7 separate regions of the Mus musculus genome follow, and all the other regions are linked to region 4. A link is a contact called in public Hi-C, capture Hi-C and promoter capture Hi-C data. All regions are on one chromosome and are shown on one strand. The core of a region is the stretch at or near the end of the contact, and the rest is flanking DNA. Distances in the headings are between cores, read along the strand shown.

What was found. Promoter capture Hi-C pulls out the DNA fragments that hold promoters and counts their contacts. A called contact is a pair of places that touch in the nucleus more often than the background predicts. Capture Hi-C pulls out chosen DNA fragments and counts their contacts.
Region 1: a Hi-C map of B cells shows a contact between it and region 4, with 8 read pairs. The contact joins the promoter of Nudt9 here to the promoter of Lrrc8c in region 4. A contact is called at or near these places in 5 of 39 promoter capture datasets (the C10 cell line, cranial neural crest, embryonic stem cells and 2 more), 2 of 484 Hi-C or Micro-C datasets (B cells and the G1E-ER4 cell line), 3 of 115 datasets of contacts at active chromatin or transcription factors (large pre-B cells, pancreatic cancer cells and pro-B cells) and 1 of 9 other capture datasets (liver).
Region 2: a promoter capture Hi-C map of cranial neural crest shows a contact between it and region 4. The contact joins the promoter of Pkd2 here to the promoter of Lrrc8c in region 4. A contact is called at or near these places in 2 of 39 promoter capture datasets (cranial neural crest and maxillary cranial neural crest) and 1 of 115 datasets of contacts at active chromatin or transcription factors (large pre-B cells).
Region 3: a promoter capture Hi-C map of the SN4741 cell line shows a contact between it and region 4, with 5 times the contacts expected there. The contact joins the promoter of Dmp1 here to the promoter of Lrrc8c in region 4. A contact is called at or near these places in 2 of 39 promoter capture datasets (the SN4741 cell line and hippocampal neurons).
Region 5: a contact with region 4 is called in a promoter capture Hi-C map of pre-B cells, with 4 times the contacts expected there. The contact joins the promoter of Hsd17b11 here to the promoter of Lrrc8c in region 4. A contact is called at or near these places in 1 of 39 promoter capture datasets (pre-B cells) and 1 of 115 datasets of contacts at active chromatin or transcription factors (large pre-B cells).
Region 6: a contact with region 4 is called in a promoter capture Hi-C map of 3T3-L1-derived adipocytes, with 4 times the contacts expected there. The contact joins the promoter of Zfp644 here to the promoter of Lrrc8c in region 4. A contact is called at or near these places in 3 of 39 promoter capture datasets (the 3T3-L1 cell line, 3T3-L1-derived adipocytes and cranial neural crest).
Region 7: a capture Hi-C map of macrophages shows a contact between it and region 4, with 2.7 times the contacts expected there. The contact joins the promoter of Spp1 here to the promoter of Lrrc8c in region 4. A contact is called at or near these places in 2 of 115 datasets of contacts at active chromatin or transcription factors (embryonic stem cells and large pre-B cells) and 1 of 9 other capture datasets (macrophages).

The regions. Positions count from the first base shown.
Region 1 is chr5:104,045,511-104,048,210 of GRCm38.p6, reverse strand. Nudt9 (nudix (nucleoside diphosphate linked moiety X)-type motif 9) reads right to left here and starts at 1,347. Exons shown (of 8, transcript NM_028794.4): 1 at 1,065-1,347. The coding sequence starts at 1,171. It overlaps Mir5619 (microRNA 5619), which reads right to left and starts at 208; the gene lies at 148-208.
Region 2 is chr5:104,458,150-104,460,849 of GRCm38.p6, reverse strand. It overlaps Pkd2 (polycystin 2, transient receptor potential cation channel), which reads right to left and starts at 1,393. Exons shown (of 15, transcript NM_008861.3): 1 at 625-1,393. The coding sequence starts at 1,213.
Region 3 is chr5:104,201,227-104,203,926 of GRCm38.p6, reverse strand. It overlaps Dmp1 (dentin matrix protein 1), which reads right to left and starts at 1,310. Exons shown (of 6, transcript NM_016779.2): 1 at 1,215-1,310.
Region 4 is chr5:105,518,085-105,520,784 of GRCm38.p6, reverse strand. Lrrc8c (leucine rich repeat containing 8 family, member C) reads right to left here and starts at 1,314. Exons shown (of 4, transcript NM_133897.2): 1 at 1,155-1,314.
Region 5 is chr5:104,020,383-104,023,082 of GRCm38.p6, reverse strand. It overlaps Hsd17b11 (hydroxysteroid (17-beta) dehydrogenase 11), which reads left to right and starts at 1,287. Exons shown (of 7, transcript NM_053262.3): 1 at 1,287-1,553. The coding sequence starts at 1,344.
Region 6 is chr5:106,695,576-106,698,275 of GRCm38.p6, reverse strand. It overlaps Zfp644 (zinc finger protein 644), which reads left to right and starts at 1,446. Exons shown (of 10, transcript NM_001363318.1): 1 at 1,446-1,744; 2 at 2,577-2,633.
Region 7 is chr5:104,433,744-104,436,443 of GRCm38.p6, reverse strand. It overlaps Spp1 (secreted phosphoprotein 1), which reads right to left and starts at 1,333. Exons shown (of 7, transcript NM_009263.3): 1 at 1,248-1,333; 2 at 2-69. The coding sequence starts at 55. RefSeq lists enhancers at 446-482, 232-551, 1,363-1,409, 2,027-2,035, 2,040-2,067 and promoters at 1,247-2,237, 1,288-2,700, 1,311-2,700.

The DNA.
Region 1 (2,700 bases), core at 98-2,597, 1.5 Mb after region 4:
TGTTTCTCGACAGATGTTTTACAATCATCTGTCTAGACCAGCAGGCACTCAACAAACACTTGTTGACTTAGCTTTGGGTTTTTCTTTGGAATAAGCAGTTTCAGTTCTGGATATACTTCTTTAAGTGTTCCTTTCCCTGTCGTGCTAGAAATCACCAATGAGCTTTTCGTTGTTCTGGTAACAACCAACAAAAATGCCATTAGTGACTTCCAGAGAGCAGGAAGTTCTCCCCTCAGCAAGCCCCACTGAAGAAGGTGTATAAAGGGTGTTAACCCACACCAGCAGAAAGAGGACACTCTGATTGAGGGGTTTTAAGCACTGTCAGGAAAGCAGAAAGGGGATGGCACCGTGGGGCCTACAAACCACAGCAGAAGTAATTCTATTTTCAATGAGGTGAAGGAATATGTCACTCCTGTTTGGGAAGCCCACAGAAATTCCAAACTCGGTCTCACACGGAGCCCAAATTGCCAGGGAACTAACCTCTTTCCTCTTCGGAACCGAAAGCTTGGTGAGTTTGCCTCCTAGATAAAAGTCAAGCTTGAGGCGTGGGTGGTATGTGTTTTAAGGAAGACACTGGTGTCAGAGAACTTAACAGAACCAAACTTACAAACTTTCCAAGTCACTAGGAAATAAAGTTGCGGCCACCTCGCCCAGGAGAGAAGGGAAAGAACGAGGTTCCCAGTACTGAGGCACTTGTGCGCACACTTCATCTCCAGTCTACCCAAAAGCCAATAATCAGCGCCTTCCAGCGCACAGAAAACACTGTCTGCTACTCAGATTAACAGTATATATTAACAGTATATTCCATTATATGGACTCGGTATCACCTCTAGCACGGAGCAACACACCATAAATGCTCTTCAAACTCTGGTGATCTATGAATTAGCGTTGGCGCCTTATCTGGATGGGCAAATTAAAAAGTCAGAGATCGAGAAGGGTCCTTGCTATTGGCTTCCCAAAATCCAGTACTTCAGCACAGCCTACATAACCTCTGGAAAAGGAAGGAGGGGATCGCAGGTCCACCCGAGGTCTCGGAACCGCAGCCCGTCCTAGAATCGGGGTACCTGGGTGCGGGGACGGCGCGGCAGGCTGAGGACCGGACAGTCACTGACGCGAGGGCCACCGAGAGCGACACGGTGGCTACCGCCTGCCCCAGGGAGCGGCCGGCCATCGGCGCCTGGCGCCTGGCGCGCGGCCCGCGAGGGTTCGGAGGTGGCCGGCCTCGCCCGGAGCCCCGCCTTGAGCCCCGAACCTGCAGCCAGCGGGCACTAGGACCCGGCCGCGCTCCCCCAGCGCCGCTGGCCGGCGGCGCCAGCAGCCCCACGACGTACCCGACGCGCGACCGCGCTTTACGGCCACGCCGCAAACTAACCTGTGTGCCAGGCCTCTCCGTCTGCGCAGGCGAACTGGAGTGCCGCGGCGCGGCAGGACGCGGAGACCCAGAACCCTGAGGCTGAGCGGAAGGAGGGTCAGGGGCGACCACGTGCTTCCAGGAGAGGAGGGCCGTACGGAGGAGTCACGTGAGCCATGCGAGGTTTGAGAAGACGTAGGATGAGTCAGTGACGAGTCTTGAAACACCTTGGTTTGGTTTCCAGAAGCCAAGTAACTTGCTTTTCGAAACTTGCCCGCATACCGGATTCAGAGACCGCCTGTGAACAACAAAATGTGGGCGTCCCGCCGGTCACGTGATCAGGCCAGTCACGTGACCCCTAACCCTTAAGGAGGGAATCCCCCAACCCTGGAACGCAGCCTGGGCTCCCCAGAGCCCCCTTCACGGTGCTGTCCGTGGTGTTGGTGACTCTGATAAACCTCTTGTCCAAAAGGAAAGCCGGCCTCGGTTTCCCACTTTCGAACCCCAAAGCCAAAACTTACAGACAAGCTGTGAAAGTGGCACGCGGTCTGGATAATAACGAACGAAGGACTAAAGTTAGCCAGATTGAAAGTGGTAAAGCCAGGCGTGCATCGCGGCTTGCACTCCAGGTTTCATTCGTTTAATTGTTGATGAGACATATTCTAAGCCTATCATCAACTTTGGGCCTTGCAAAACACACCGTATGGCGTTGGCTCTTAAAGCCAGGCCAATCAAATACTAACAGTATCCTGAAATCCACAGCACTCTTGGGATGGGACAGCAAGAAAAAAGGACTGCACAGTAACACTTCAGGGCGTTGCCTTCGTGACTATACTACACCCCTTAAAATGCCCGCTTAGAAAAACTAAAAGTATGGGAAATTTCCTCCCCACCCCTGCCCAAACCTGGTGACAGATAGGCAGATCCCTGGAGCAAAGTAAAGATTATATTTTCTTTCTCTGCACTTTGGGGCATAAGCCTACCACCCCACAGTTTCCTGGAGATGTGGTAGACATGTCGTTGAGGTGTGAGCGAGCACTCAGGAAGATAAATCACCTTGGGCTCCAGCCCCTTCCAGAGATGGTTGTTTTCAGCTTGCTCCACTGCTCCTGTCATAAGAAACACGTTTGTTTCTACACACACACACACACACACGAACACCTTAGATCCTTCAGCACCATTCCCCGGCCTTCAAGATCCCTATTCTTTTTTTTTTATTTTGGTTTTTTTTTTTAATGAAACTAGAACCCAGTTCATAATGTAGGCTTTCCTACGGCAGCAGTAGCCAATAAAAATCTTTCCTTGTGACTTTAACTAGTATCCTCAAACAGGCTAGTGGTTTTGGTTTG
Region 2 (2,700 bases), core at 144-2,643, 1.1 Mb after region 4:
CGGGCGAGGTATAATAATTTTGTTTGCAACTGTTTAAGAAATGTCTAGAATTGGAAATGATCAAAAATGTGTTTCTACACATTTCTGTCAACAACCTCTCTCTCAACCAAACCTTCAGACAATGACCTGTTTAAAGGCATTTGTCTCAAAACTTGGATAACATTGTAGGTCCCTACTAGAATGGCTGAAGGGACATGACACATCGCCACCAAAGGAAAAGCTTGGGCTCTGGAATAAACTTGTTCCTCATTTGTGACATTTAGCAAGCATAAAGTTCCAACTATTGTCAGTTGTACTAGAATATTCACTTTTCGTCCTCCAAAAGCCCAGGTATTAACGGCTTGCTTTTGTTTTCCAAAATGTGCTAGCATCTTAAGGAGAGAGGAAGGGAGGAAGGGAGGCGTCCAATGAATTTGCACCAACAAGAACGCAGTAAAATTCGGTGATGGGTACCGGAAATCGCGCCGAATTAGAGGAGTTAGGGAAGGCGCTCTGGAAGGAGGCGGGAACGCAGAGGATGCGAGGTGGAGCCGCAGCAGACAGCCACCCTTGTAGGACAGGGGTTCGAGCCCGCGCGCAGGCAGTTGTCAAGCGTGCACTGGACGCCAAGAGTCCGGATCTTACCTCGCAGCCCTCGCACCAGCCTCTCTGCCCAGGCCACTCGGGGTGGCTGGCCCTCCAGCGGGAGGTGGCGATGCAGCGGGTCCCCGCCGCCCGCGGGGCTGGGACACTGCGCGCCCTGGTCCTCTAGCCGGCGCCGCCTCCCGCTCAGGTGAGCCGCGCCGCGGTAGCTCCCGAGCCCTCGGCCGCGGGCGCCCACCGAGCTCACGGCCGAGGAGGAGGCCGACCTCCGACTGCCCGGGCGCCACTCCACATCCATCTCTACCACCATCCCTCCTTCTTCTCCTTCCACCTCGTCGTCGTCGTCATCCTCCTCTGCCTCAAAGCCCGGGTTGTCGCGGCTCCACGCTTGCCTGGAGCAGGACGAAAGCGGAGGAGACGGCGAGGCCGAGGCTCCGGCCGGGGGATCCCGAGCGGCCGCCTGCCGGATGCGCTCCATCTCGATCTCCAGGCCCCGCTGCTCCCCGAGGCCGCCGGGGACAGCTAGGCCGGCGCCTCCCGCCACCAGGCGCCCGGGTCCGGACGCTCGCGGCGCGGGCGAGCGTCCCGCGTCCCCGGGCGGCTGCGGCTGCACGCGTCTGGAGTTAACCATGGCGCTCACTGGCGCCCAGCGCGCCCGGGAGTGCCGCCGCCCTCTGCCGCAGGAGCCATGTTCTTTTCTTCCCGGAGTCGGCCTGCTGCTCCCCGCCTCCGCCCGCCCCCTCGGCCCGCCTCCCGGGCCCTGGCCTCGCCTGGACTGGACTTAGGCGCGTCGAAAAGGCCCCAGCGGCCAGGGATCCAAGTAGAGCCAGGGTCCCCATCGGTGCCCACATTCCTACGGGGTAGCTTGCTTGGTCAGCCAGCTCGTCGGGAAAGGGGCTCCTGGGTGTGTCCATGCCTGCATGACCTTAAGATAGTGCTTAGACTCTGTCCATACTCCCCCTGGGTTTGCAAAGGTGCAAGGAGGAGGGTAAAGATGGAGATCTTTTGTTGGGATAGAAAGAACTAGTGAAATCCAGCTTGAACTGAATTCTCAGGGAAGGCAAAGAAATCCACCCTTCGTTTAAAAACCAGAAAGAAATCACCAAGGCGGCAAGGCTTGCATTTGGTGACCCTCAGCTCCTTGATTCTGTGTTTACTGGATGATTTCCTGTCTCCACTCTCCAGACATCTAGAGGCATCCAAGGGTTGGATTTTGGAACTTTCTGATGCCTCCACCATTACCTCATTTCCGCTCCTGGCCAGCCCTTGAGTAACAGAATCCTGCCTCAGGCGTTAGGTCTAGATCTCCATCCTCGCTACGCCCCAGCTGGCACAGCCAACTTAAGACAGCAGTTGGGTCAGGCAAAGCCTACTCCAAATTCGATTTTCCATGGTTTTCCCATCTCTTTTAAAAGTTAAATTCCTGGCCAAGATCTGTGCATCTCTGCCCTCACTTCTGACGCTTCTCATAGGATGTCCTCATCCACCTCCTCGTCAAGTCCCGCGGGGGTCTTCTTGTCATTTCTGTCCTCAAGGGGTTCTCTAATGCTTTTTACTCTAACTGCAAACATTGTCATTCCACAGCAGAGCAAATGATTTCTGTCACTTCCATATCTCTTCTGCCATTCTAATACTAAACTGGTCTCTCTCTGTTTAGCCTTGGGGATAGGACTGGATTGGGAGCCTATGGGTGGTATCCCTCCCCCATTTCCCTCCTACCCACCCACCCATATTCTCCATGTCTCCACTGTTTGCAATAAGGGGTCAGCCATGTTGGTACATTAAAGAATCTATGGAATTCTAGCTTAAGTGGTAATATTTTATTTCTGCAGTTTAGCAAATGTGCATGGTCCGATCCTATATTAGTTTGCCAGGCTTGTTATAATAACTTACCACACACTGTGTTCAATAATGCAAATACATTTTCTCAAAAAAAAAAAAAAAGTTGGTTGACCTTTTCCGAGGCCTGTCTTGGCTTGCATATGGCACGTTTTGCCTGTGTCTCCCCATTGTCCTCCCTTAAATGTTTCATCCTCCTCTTCCTCCTCATCTTCGTGGTCATCGTCATCATCACCATCATTGTCATCGTAGTGGTTATAGACAACCTTAATAGTATGA
Region 3 (2,700 bases), core at 61-2,560, 1.3 Mb after region 4:
CAGAAAATTCTTTGTTCTCATGTGTTTAATCAACAGGGTTAAATAGAGGCAGGCCACAAGAGTGTCAATCAAACGGAAACCTGAGGAAACCAGGAGTCTTTGCTCTCACAGAGGACAATTCACTTTCTCCATTCGGTGTCTTCAGAACTTCGTAGGACACATGGCCTGGCTACTCTCTGTCAGAAGGATAGATATTCCAGCTACTGATGAAGTGAAGTAATGCAGAGTAAAATCATGTCTGGTGGGAGTGTATGTGTGTGTAGTATTTATGTATCTCCTACCTAATGTATATGTGTGTCCTATGTAATGTAGGTGTGTATGTGTGTGTGTGTGTCCTACCTAATATATCTGTGTATAGGTGTGTGTGTATGTCCTACCTAATGTATATGTGTATATGGTACGAGGTGTGTGTGTGTGTGTGTGTGTGGTATGTGTATGTATGTGTGTCTCCTACCTAATGTATGTGCATGTGCATCTATGTGTGTGTATGTATGTGTGGTGTGTGTGATATGTGTATGTGTGTCCTACCTAATGTATGTGTGTGTATGTTTGTTTGTATGTATGTATGTATGTATGTATGTATGTATGTATGTATATGTGTGTGTAGTATGTGTGTGTCCTACCTAACAGGTAATCCCACTCAGCATTTATTGGAGTCCATCTGCATGCAAAGCATTATACTACCATGAGGATCCAGCTACCCAAAGCCACACTGTCATGATCACCTTTCAGTTGTATACACAATTCATAATGGCCACCGTATTCTCTGAATAAGCCAGGCTGAGAGGCATTCAGTTACCTGTCTGCATTTTGAAACACTTGCTACACTGATTTAGATACTTTCGCATCACCACCTCTAAGAAGCCTACAGATAAAAGTTGTGTTTTATTAATGAAAGCTAAACTCTAACAGGACTTTCCCATCAGCCTCCTATTTAGTAAATGTTCTCTTTCAAAATAATTAGACAGAGATCTAATTAAGGCATCACCAGGCAAACACCTGGCTCTTTTGACTTACCATGTCATTTTTAATATCAGTGTCATTGGCTATTGTGACAGTGACCCCAAAAAACAAAAATAAGAATAGGTTTTACTCAAACTTAGCTCTTCCCCATCTTCCTCTGGAAATCAATGCCTTGTAACATGTTCGTATTTCATATTTTTAAACTCCAAAGCTAAAGTCATTTTAAGAATTAAATGATGGAATGGCCTTACCCTCTCTGGCTCCCAAGGTCTTTTTCCCACAAGGTCAAAACCTCAGCGAAGTTCTCGAAGAGGGATCTCAGAGAAGCCACTCTCCAGCTGCTGCTCAGAAGGCTTGTCTGACAGTGCAGAATTTAAACTCTGCTGCAGCTCCTCAGAGCCAATGAGCCTCAGGCTCGGGGTGACTGACATCACAGGTGTCACCGGGACCCCATACACCCACACTTCCTCCAGCTGGCAGAAGTGGGCCTTCTCTAAAAAGCTCTTGTGGTTCTCAAATGACTAGACGAGTTTCCATTAAATTGAAGATCTTCCTAAAGCTTTATTTTGCTTTCTAAATATATATCTTTTGCATCCATGCAGGCTTGTGAGCATTATAAACAATGACCATGTCTCCCGCCCACTAACAGATCCCAGAAGACCCAGGGATGGGAAAGGCGAGTCAGAGGCGGGTAGAGACCTTCCTGCTGGTGCTTATTTCCAGGTGGTGTGTGAGGGAAGCTACTAAAAGTTTACATTTTCCTAAGTTGTTAGTGTTGAGAATATGACCTTGTATTTCTTCTCTTCCTCTTGTAACAGTCTCTACTAAACACCCCTTACCCCATCTATACACAAAGACTCCAAATTCTTACTGATCTAAGGAAGTGCCATTCTCACGATCCCATGTGAACAGGAAATGTTAAAGTGCCTCCTTCGGTAACTTTTATTTTTAACAACAACAACAACAAAATAATGCTCCATTATCCCCTGAAACTACTTAGCACATTTTAGTAATTTTTGAAATCAGAACTGAATTAGAGGAATGCTAACTAGGTGGATCACATCCAGAGAAGTATTGCCAAGAGCGTCTACTCCATCACCAGAACCGAAATGAAAACACTGTTTGCTAGAGTCTTTCTGAGGAGTGTGCTGAAGTTGGCTGAGGGTTCTGGAAGTGGGTTTGGCACTTGTTCAGGAGCATACTCAAGTAACAATCGCATACCACTAAATAAACGCTTCAATGATATAATATACAGCACCAGGCTTTAATTTCCCCAAGGGTAAGGATGCTTGTTTTGTTAAGTGAAGTACACACAATACCACAATGCCCCTAATGGCAGGGACAATTCTTGGGTCACCATAAGTCCTCAGTAAATATATTTTTGTATGAATGGATGGATTGGGGTATACAATTACCTTGACTGAAACACTTGCATGACTCACTTGCCTTTTTAGATATAACAGCCTGGAAAACATTTTCAAATATGTAAATTATTAGATTTATACAATGTAAGCGTAAACTTGGGCGGCGGCGGGGCAGGATATGAAGAGGAGGAGGCTATTTTCATGCAGAGTTGGTCAGAAGGCCACCGTCCATGGGGAGGAGCTCTAAAGGACACGTGTTCTGTTCTGGTTCTGAATTAGACTCTCTGGTGGCTCCACGGCCCTGCCTGAGGTCTATCCTAAATGAACCTTATAATCTCATGTGAGAGTGGATTCTGGGAAAGGGTTGGGAGGA
Region 4 (2,700 bases), core at 65-2,564:
TGCATACTCGGCAGAAATGTGACCGTTAGCTAAGGCCACACTTCATATGCTACTGCAGTCTGTAGATGTGAAACAGCACCTCTAAAGGGTAATAAGGCTCTATGAGCCAAACCTGGACACTCCCACAAAGATCAATTAGTCTTATTTTTCACTTTAAGGAGGATGGGAGCCCAAAAATGTTTCCTAACTAATTTGTTGCGAGTTTAAAAATACTTAAGGAGTTGGAAACTCAGTAAAGCTCTGCCCTCAACCTCTAATAAAACATCCGCATTAAGCATGGGGACTAGATGTGGGCTGAGCCGTTGCAAAGAAAGGTAACTTGAAGGATTTTAAAATAACTGAAATCTGATGTACACAGCCAAGTGTTGGGGGAGGGAAACATTAGCTGCTGGAAAAAAAGAAAGGCTTTGGCGTCTATAGAGCACACCCTGAGGCTCCCAAGGGGCTAACTCCATCCCAAACACCTCTACGCTGGAGAAGAGAGAGAGAGAGAGAGAGAGAGAGAGAGAGAGAGAGAGAGAGAGAGAGAGCCTGCTAGCCTGCTAGGGTCAGTTTGGGATGAAGGCAGAAATCCTGGCCGCAGTTGCTGGCCTAGACACCTGGCCTCCAGGGTCTTAGGATGCAGAGCAGCCCCCTCCGGCCCCTCTGGACTTGCAGGTGAGCGGACTAGTGCTCACTGGATCTCTGTGTAGACCTTCGATTTCCCCCTCCTTCCTCAAAAAGTGTAACTTCAGGCATCTTCCAGGGAGGAGAGGGGGTTGGGGAGAAGAGCAGAAAAAACAGGCCCCAGCATCTCCGGGGGTTTTGAAGGTAGGGAAGGAGAATGGCCATCCCTGCAGCAACCGCGTTTTCTCCTAGTACGCCCCTCCCCCAGTCCCCAGAACCTAGCGGCCAGGCTGTACTGGGCTCCCGGCTGGGGGTCCCTGGCGCGGACGCCAGGGCCCGCGTGGGTTGGGTGGGGTTGGGGTTAGCGGGATCCCCGAACCGCACGCTGAGTAGGCGACCACAATGTGCCTGTCCCAGAGCCCTGGGGAAGCAGGGTCACGAACGAGGGAGGGTGGACGGGTCCAGGCTGGGGCGCGCCCAGAGAACCGAGGCTAGTGGCAGGGTGCTGGCCGTCCCTCTCCATCCCTCCGCGGGTCCCCGGCACTTACCTCTGGGGGCGAGGGTATCCGCAGAAAAGGATGCCAGGGCGCGGCGAGCTGTGTCCGGGTTGGGCTCAGCGGCGGCAAGCGACCGCGGCGTCGCTGCTCATGGCTTGTCGCGCTCAGAGTGCTGCGGCCACGGCCGCGGCGGCGCCTCGGTCCTCGTCTTCTTCGCGGGCTCTGAGCCGGGACGCAGCTAACGCCCCAGCTCCGCAGCCCTGTTCCTCCTCCCCGGTGCCTCCCCGCCTGCAAGCGGAGCCGCCTCCAGCGCCGCCCCGCGCGCCGCCTGGCCCGCGGCAGCCAGCGCCGCCCAGCGCCCAGCCCCGGGGTCGCCGTCGGCTGCCGAGCCGCCGCCGCGGTGCCAGCCCCGCTGTGACGCAGGCAGCGATGCCCGGGAACTTCCTCCTCTGCCGAGACCACCAGGCGTCCAGGGCAGGCGGGCCCGCGCTGGGCGGGCCCCGGGTTCCCCACCGGGAAATCAAGCCTCTCCGCGGCTGGATGATTCCGCTGCTCAGAGCTGCCTACCTGGTTGGCACAGCAGGGAAGATCGGTCCTCTGCCTCCTGTGTGCAACCCTAACAATGCCAAAAAGCGGGTGGTTTCTGTGAGCCCGCCATCCGCTCTTACACCGCAGCTCCTCCCTGGGCTAAGTTGAAGCAGAGCGGCTGCTGCTAAAAATAGCCCTCCTGGGAACTCCCAGAGGGTCAGGTTGGAGATAACCCCTCCCCAGAGAATGAAAGGTCCAGGAAGCGGGTGGAGAGGGGGCGGTGGTATATATGAGGGGAACAGGGAAGAACGAAAAAAATCCGATGCCCGTAGTTTACAAAGCCTTAAGACCCTGGGCAACCTCAATCCCATTGACCAGCTGGCAGGAGTCCCTCGTTACTGGACCCTGCAAGATGGGCTTCTGGGCTTTGAGCAGCAGGTGCCGTTCCATATGAAAGCTCCGCCTACGATTTTGTGTGGGCAGAGGTGGGGATCGTGTGTGTGTGTGTGTGTGTGTGTGTGTGTGTGTGTGTGCAAAAGAGTTAACAATGTGCCCCGAACCACCTGTTGTTTAGACGATGTAGGGGAGGGATTCTCTCCCAGCCATTGATCTGAGCCTTGGGTTTGTCTGCCTATCTCTCTGCCCAATTATAGTTTAAAAGCACAAACTAGCATCTTGAAAGCTGGCATCTCCCTAAAAAGAAAAATTGCCTATTGGGGGAAAAAGTGCAGATAAGATCACTGTAGCAGTCGAGAGAGAGAGAGAGAGAGAGAGAGAGAGAGAGAGAGAGAGAGAGAGAGAGAGAGTTTGTCAGTAACCAGCTGGCTGTCCTCAGAGCACTTGACGCAGATAAAGAATTACTCTGCCCTGGCAGTCTGGGAGAGACAGAAGAGGACAAAAACGGGCAGCCAGCAGCCATTAACTAGTTTGTGTGCTCCTGCATGGTGAGTTTATAGAAGACAATCATTTTCCAAGCCATGATAAAAAGCAGGGTATGGGGGCCGTGGGGGAGGAGCCTATTCCTCCTTGCCCGGCACCCCCCCCCCCCAACCTAACTGTTCTTCCTGCT
Region 5 (2,700 bases), core at 38-2,537, 1.5 Mb after region 4:
TTATATTGGGATGATAGGAGACAGGAAGATAAAGAGCAAGCAAAGCAAGCCACATCCTCAGTGTCACAGGAGGAAAGTCAACGGATAACATTTATAGTTCATAAACCAACCACTCAACAGACAGGCTATTAGCTTGTTCCTGCTGCTAAATGAGGAGAAACTGCCTCAAAACAACCTGGGGAAGAGAGAGTTCCAGGCCAGCCAGAGCTACACAGAGGAATCCTGTCTCAAAAAGTGTGTACTGGGGACGAGAATGCTGGAGAGATGGCTATAGCTCTGTGGTTAAGAGCACTGTCCATTCTTCCTGTGGACAATGGTTCAATTCCCAGTGCCTACATGCAGGTTCACAGCTCCTAGTAACTTCAGTTCTAGGAAACCCAGAACCCTCATCTGCCCTTTCCCCACACCGGGAGCAAAAATAGTGTGCACACAGGCAGGCAAACCACCCACCATTCTTGAATATATGTTTTGTTTCTCGTTTTCAGATTCTCAGAGGCCGAGTGGGAGCTGGTTGCCCCGCTACACGGCTCTTCCCTGGGGAGATGGGTTTACTGCTTCTCCTAAAACTTGATTATGCCTTGGGAGGATACACCCCTCTGCCCTCCAGAAATGCTCAATTCAAATTAAAATGCGATGTAGGGTCATTTCTAATTCAGGAGCTTGGTTTTCCCTCTTGTGCTTTGTTTTGCTTGAAGGGTTGTTTGTTTTGTTATTAATTTTTGGTTAGCGTGCAAAGAAATGGGTTTGTGACTTTTATACACAAACGTGCCAGGTGTTCTAACCCGCCCCTCCCCCATAGCCGTCCTCCCATCCCCCTCTTGCTACTTCTCTTCCTTTCCCCAAAGAGTCCCCTTCCTTGTTTCCTGGTCCTTTAAGGTGTGGCTCCACATTTGCAACCCTTATGCAGAAACAGACAACTGTCCACCGCAGCCTGAGCACTGCTAGCACTTGCCCTTCATCCTTTACTGCGCAGCGTGACGACCTCTCCTCTCCTAGGTCTGCTGCAGACAGGGAGGGGATTTTTCCATTTTAGGAAAGCGTGAGGTAACTAGCCCTCCTAGGAGGAAGTCCGCGATAGCTATCAGGGTCGCACCGCCCTAGGGCTTGCCTCTGAACTTCGTCCCTCCCAGATTTCCAAGCCAGCGAGCAGTTGCTCTGACTGCAGTCCGAGCCAATGGCAAAAACCCTCCTGAAGCCCGGCCCCGCGGAAGGAATGGTTTCCGAGTTGTTTGTTTCTCTTTAATAGGGGAACTCTGCCTTGCTTAAGCTTTTACTCTGTGCGTAACCGACACCCTCCAGAGGCCGTTTAGGACCGGGAACGAGAGCACCGGGCCTCCAAAAGGATGAAGTATCTTCTTGACTTGATCCTGCTGCTGCCTTTGCTCATCGTCTTCAGCATTGAGTCTCTTGTCAAGCTTTTTATTCCCAAGAAGAAAAAATCTGTCGCCGGAGAGATCGTCCTGATCACCGGAGCTGGTCATGGGATTGGAAGACTGACTGCCTACGAATTTGCCAAACTTAACACCAAACTGGTTCTCTGGGATATCAATAAGGTAACCGCGCTTCGTCGCTGCCTTTTCTTTGTGGTCCACACTGGCAAACAACCACCCTTTATAGTTCTCTGTAGAGTCCATAGAGCATATAGTAACTATTCATATTTTTTCAGATTATAAGAGAGGCATAATTTGATATCTGTTAAGACCACACGATGAACGGACCTATGGACAATGAGAATCTTGGCTATCTCCCTTCGCTACATTAACACTACATTAAATCCATCCTGAAAGTGGCCTATAATCTCCTCCTACTGACCATCATAAACTTTTGGAAAATACAGCAGTTTTAGGTGCTATACCAAGAGTTAGATGTGTGCGGCTGTCAAGTCTCGTTTGCAGCTGCTGAGATGGGCTCGAAATGACACCCTACAGGGATCACCATTGCACTGCCAGTTGCCTACAGGAGTCATCTAAGTCACCTTATAGAAAAAATAGTTAAAAGTGAAATAACTTCAGTGCGGTCTCCTGTACCTTCAGGTTGAGGTGGGAGGTGAGTTAGAAGGAGCTAGCAGTGAAGTGTTGGTCTGGCTTTTGGTGGATGACAGAGGGAATCTGAAGGCATCTTCTGGCTTAGCGTGCCCCTCACTGCACTGTGTACATCCATTCTATAAACAAGAGGTCAAGGTTCATGAGATTAAATAAGAACTCTAACTCTAGAGTGATTGTGACAACAAGTAATCAGTGCTCCATAGTATCTACAGCCCAGATGGTAAGACCTGGTGGCAAACAGGAGATGGGCTACCTACGTCTGGTGGAGAAAACAGATAATTAGATATGTATACGATGGATTAACAATGCAAACTGGGCCAGCATGGGTCAGCTAGCCAAGGCCCAGCATAGGCATATGGTCAGGCATATGAAATGGGCTCTTTGCTTCTTAACTGAGAAAGACGAGGCTACCCAGGCTTTAGTTTTCAGAAGGCCAGGGAGATGGTAAGTTAATGTGTGAGGTGATTTAGCCAAGAGTCTAGCAGGTGGCACACAAACTAGTCTGAAATTTTATTCTTTAACAAGAATGGTTTGGGCTTATCGTTTCTAATATACACAATTTTCTCTAAAAAAGTGTGTTTATCCAAAAGAAAAAAATGTTTGATGACTCTTACTGCCTTCTGGACAGTATTATAATACAGAACTACAGATACCT
Region 6 (2,700 bases), core at 197-2,696, 1.2 Mb before region 4:
ACACACACAAAGTATCTGGAGATCCCATACATCGATATATTTTATATATCTGAAATGTGCCCTGAAGTATGCAAGGCTTGGTTCCAGGTGATAGGCCTTTGAGTTCTGCAGGTTAACAGACCTGGTGGGTCAGGAGACATGGCTCACTGGCCAAGAGTACCTTATGTGCTTGCTGGGGACTCAGGATCAGGTCCCTTGTGATATTTCCACATGATGGCCTGTCATTTGCAGCTCCAGTTTCAGGTCCTTCCTGAGGCTCATTTGGACTCTGTGGTACCAGGCATGAAGCATGCGGTGCACAGCCATACATTCAAGCAAAACCCAAACTCATGAGATGAGAATAAGTCTCTAAAGTGCATCTCCTCCAAGCAGTTGGCTGAAAATGGACACAGATTTATTTGTTGTGTATCTATCTATTCGTATATATGAAGGAAAGCTTTCATTTTGAAACAGCTCAACAGTCTAATCTCTCTTTGCCACTTTAGGTTGTAATGAACTTGAACAGGTGACAAGAATGCCTGACACACACACAGCATGAACTCTAGTTGTCAGCAGTTACTAGCAAGCGAAATAATTAGAGTGGATAGTGAAATGTTCGTTCTTTGGGATACATTTGCTGCTTCTGAAGGCACCGTTTTTCAGGAAAGATACTCCCATTCTTGACAAATAAATGTAATTATGGTGTATTCCTGTGAATGTTAATAATATCTCGAAGGCTTGGAGGTGCATAGTTCATGATTACTGCTTAACTACTAAAAAACGTTTTAAAGTTTTTCATGAGAAAAAGTTCAGCGAAACCAAAGAATTTAGTAAGGCAGGCCCATCAGAGTATTCTAGAACGTTTAGCTCACCTTCAACAGGTTAGGAACTTGTTGACTCGGTTCAAAAGCAAAGCGAATACCTCTAATTAGTGCGCTGCTTCCCTCAGAAGCCCATGGCTGAATGCTTGTTAAAAGGGAGATTTAGAAGACCCTCTGGGGAATCTATTGATTACCTGAAGAGTTAACCAGCATTTCTGACGTCTCTTTGCATGACTCCAATTTGGACAATCAAGGCATGTTCCTTAGTGCAGAATCTGCCCTTGCAGAGTCCAAGGAACCCAAATCCGGGCCTTCTTTTTGGGTGTCTTGTCTGGGTAACTGAATTTCTATACCTGATGCTTTTGCCACCTGGCCTGTTTAACATCATAAAACCTGTCTGTGCCAGTTCTCCAAGGTAGGCCTGATATATGTTGCTGGTTCTTTCAACAGCTGGAAAAGGGAACAGGTTTTTGGCAAACTAGCGATTGCAGACACCAGAGATGGGCCTATTCCACCTTAAAGGGCCTAGGCATTCCTGGTACTTGGGTCTTGCAGAGTTTGGTCGCCACCATATTTGGAGCGTGCCTACTTTGGGGCGGGAACCTCCTCCGGAGTGGTTAGGTCACCGCTGGGGGAGGTGACCTTGTTTGGTTTTGGCACGGGAGAGCAGCGGTGCAGCGTTGCTGCCGCCCCCCGTGGGTCTGATTGGCACGGGAGCTCCGGCGGCCCGAGAGCACGGGCGCGCCTCGCTGGCTTCCCCCGGCGGCCGGCGGCCAGGCAGAGGCGGGAAAGCCGCGCGCCTGCGCCGTGGGAACCGAGGCCGGAGGCGAGAAGCGGGGAGCGGAGGGGGCCGTTGGAGCCGAGTAGCGTACAGAGCGGCGTGTGACGCGGGGACGCCGCGCGCTCCCAACGTCGCCCCGGTTTGACGCACACGGCACCAAACTGTGAGTTTCGGGGGTCTTATTCGGTCGGATTAGCCCCGGCCCCGGCCGCGTTTCGGACGTCCGGGCTGAGGCGGTGGCGGGACTGAGGGTGGCGGAAGAAGTTGTGGGGGGACCCGGCCCGCGGCGCTCGGGCCCGGGGAGCTACGCCCTAGGCTGGCTCCCAACCCTCGGAAAGGACGCGTTTTGCCGCACAGGCTAAGATGGCGGCTGCTGCCGAGGAGGCGGAGTTGCTGCTGCACAAGGAGCCCGGGCCGCGGGGTCCGGGAGGCGGCGGTCGCGGGGGGCCGCGGAACCTTAGGTGAGCGGCGGCGGCCGCCGCGGGGCGGGACTCGGAGGCGGGCGCGCGGGGCGGGGGGTGCCTTTCCGCTGCGGCGGCGGCGGATCCGGTGGCGGACACAAAGGGGCCGAGCCGGGCTCTGGACTCGGGGGGTTTTGTTTAGTCACATGTAGCGGAGCAGCCAGTGAGCGGTAGGGGGAAGGGGGCCGAGACCCGGAGGTCCGGGGAGCCCTGCGGTCGCCATTGTAACTCCCCGAGTAACGGGGGCGGTCCGAGAGCAGTCAGGCGGCGCCCCGTGCGCGGCTAGGCTACTCTGTCCGGGCCTGTAGCCCCGGCCCTGGAGGTAACTGTCCACACCCCTCCCCTGACTTTGGGACCAGAGCGCATAGCCTTCCCCTTCTTCCCACTGGTCTGCAACATCTTGTGCCGCTAAGTGCCTGAGAAGTAACTCCAAGAGGTAAAAAAAAAAGAAAAAAAAAGAAAAAAAAACACTCGAAGTGTTTGGGTGGCCACGGGGCTTGGTGGGTATCTAGCTAAAGCTTTTTGCCTCTCCAGGTCTGATTCCCTGGCCTTTGTGTCCCTGGGAGCTTAATCTCTGCCAGAGGAAAGCAGGTGTGTGCTCCGTCCACTCCTCCCGAGAACATGAAGATGAGTTGTCCCAGACCCTTCCCCGTGATTG
Region 7 (2,700 bases), core at 84-2,583, 1.1 Mb after region 4:
CCGGGAGGGAGGAGGCAATGCCAAACAGGCAAAAGCAAATCACTGCCAATCTCATGGTCGTAGTTAGTCCTGCAACATATTTTATGAGGCACAGTTGATGTCTTGTCAGGTTCAAACACACTCTTGGCACCACTAGATCACCACCAAGTCACCAATAATTTATGGAATCTTTCTACATCTCAGAGAAAATTTCAGTGAGTCAATATTTGTGTGCCTTTTCTACCTCTCCACCTCTCATCCTTAGCAAGGAAAAGGGCAATTTCACAACTCTATTCATCCAAACTTTACGTCTGGAGTCTCAGAGCTTATGCCCCCACTATCTGATGTCTCTAGAGCTCCACACCAAGATTTGTTTCACAGTAATCGAGTAATTAAAGCAACGAACTACCATGAGAGTACTTTCTGCAAGGAAGAAAAAGAGAAAATAGAATGATAAAAGAAAATTGCTTTTTCCATTTGCATTTCAAATGTGATTTTAACTTACATTATACAAAGCTGAAAGAAACAAAGATATCTTTGAATTTGAGTAAGATGTTCTATTTGGACTAATAATAATAATAATAACAACAACAATAATAATAATAATAAAAATAAAACACTGAGAGCAGGCAACAGCTTTTCTGTGCATGTTGATGAGTCTGTGTTATCACACAGGGACCTTAGTGAAAACTGTAAAAGCCAAGTGCAGAAGCGAGAAATTAAGGAAGGTTCTCTTTTGAAGTGAGACAGTTTTCTAAAAATAACTGTATCTGGTTTATATTAATATAGAGGATCCTCCTTTACTGGTCTCCACAGTCATCCAGCCACTTTAAAATGATGCAGACATTTGTTCCAAAGATACATAGAACTTTACAATGTGTGTGTGACAGGAGAGAGAGGGAGAGAGGGAGAGAGGGAGAGAGAGAGAGAGGAGGGAGAGAGAGAGGAAGAGAGAGGAGGGAGAGAGAGAGGAGGGAGAGAGGGAGAGAGAGGAAGAGAGAGAGGGAGAGAAAGAGAGAAAGAGAGAGAGAGATTACTAGCAGATCTCTCTCTCTCCTTTAGAGGACCAACTAGATTTATTTTAACTTCTACATCCAACTGGCTTTGAAAATACCGGGAAACCTGCAATGTACCTGACCAGCTTATTCAAAAAGACCAGAACAGCACGAGTCTGACTAACAAATACGACTGTTGAAAGAATGTTCTCTGGACTCACCCTCAGAATTCAGCCAGGAGAACTGCAGCCTCATGGGCCACTGCAGGCTTACCTTGGCTGGTTTCCTCCGAGAATGCCTGCCGCAGAAGACTGCAAACCCAAGCAAGGATGCTTCTTCAGTGTGAGCTGCTGGTGGCTCAGACCTCCCAGAATTTAAATGCTGGTCCAGACAGTCTCCACCAATCAGGAGGTGGAGTGATGTGTCATGAGGTTTTTGCCACTACCCGGCCCACCTGCTCCTACACTTCCTCCTCTGGTTTTGTGGTTAAAAAAAAAAAAAAGGAAGAAAAGGAAACACACACAAAGCATTACTGATGAACGATGTCATTAACTACCCTTTTCATTTATAGACTGCATTTAGAATCCCGGAAGAGCATCAGGGATCCATAAGGAAAGGAAGAGTAGATCACCCTCACAGAGACTTTGTTTATAGTTACTGAATTAGTAGAAAAACATCAATGGGGATGAAAGGTATGGATTCTCCTATCTAAGTTACAGATAAAGGCCACATGGATACACAATTTGATTCTCTCAGACTTACTTAAATCTAGAAAACTGCTGTCTCGGCAGAACTTTCAGACCCTCCCTTTTGCCTTTGTATTCGGTAGCTTAGGTTGGCCGGGCCACAGTGGCTCTGTTTTGTACTCCGGAAGATCACCATGAATTTGAGGCTAGCCTCGGCTCCATACTGTGTTCCAGGTCAGTTGGGGCAACAGAAAGTGAGACCCTCTCACAAAAGAAACAAAACCTCACAACAAAACGAAACAAAGTAACAACTCAGTTTTGACACTTGAGCTATGCAGCCGCTTGCTCTTTGTGCAAACCACACAGTGACCCTGAATTCCTCTCCTGCCTCCACTGACCTTTAGAGACGTGAACCTCGTGAACCTTGTTGCTCTGTTGGAGCAGCTGGGAGTGATGGTTCTGATGCTATCTAAACTATAATGGCCATATAGAGCAGAAGAGGTGGTTACTCCAGATAGAGCCCGCCTAAGCAAGCAGTTTGTGAGACTGGAATGCTTGCTGGGTGGGGAAGCTGCAGGAGCCAGACTGCCTTTCAGTCCTTCTGTAAGCAGTGCCAGGTGTGACCTTGGGCAAGTCACTTAGTCTATCTACAGGACAATGGATTAGTGTAAGTGCAGTTGATAGCACTTCACATTTTGCAATGCTCCTTCCCCCACATGTTAAAGAACGTGTATATTTTAACTATTACAGAAATCTTCAGCAGAGGCAAGGAGCTGAAATTTGTAATGCCTTTGAATTGATCTTTAAGCTGTACACGTTAAAGGGTTCTCTGAATATTTTTTTAAAGACACAGCTTATATTTCTGAATTATCTTTTTTGAGTTTTATTTCCTGGAATATATAAGGTTGGCTACTTAAAAAGATTTTAAAATTTGTATTAACAAAACGTTACTGAATAGTTAAGAGGTATTCAAATGAGATAAAATTATAGGTGAAGCAGACTTCTTTAAATATTTAATACTGCCCTGCAGTTACTTCCTT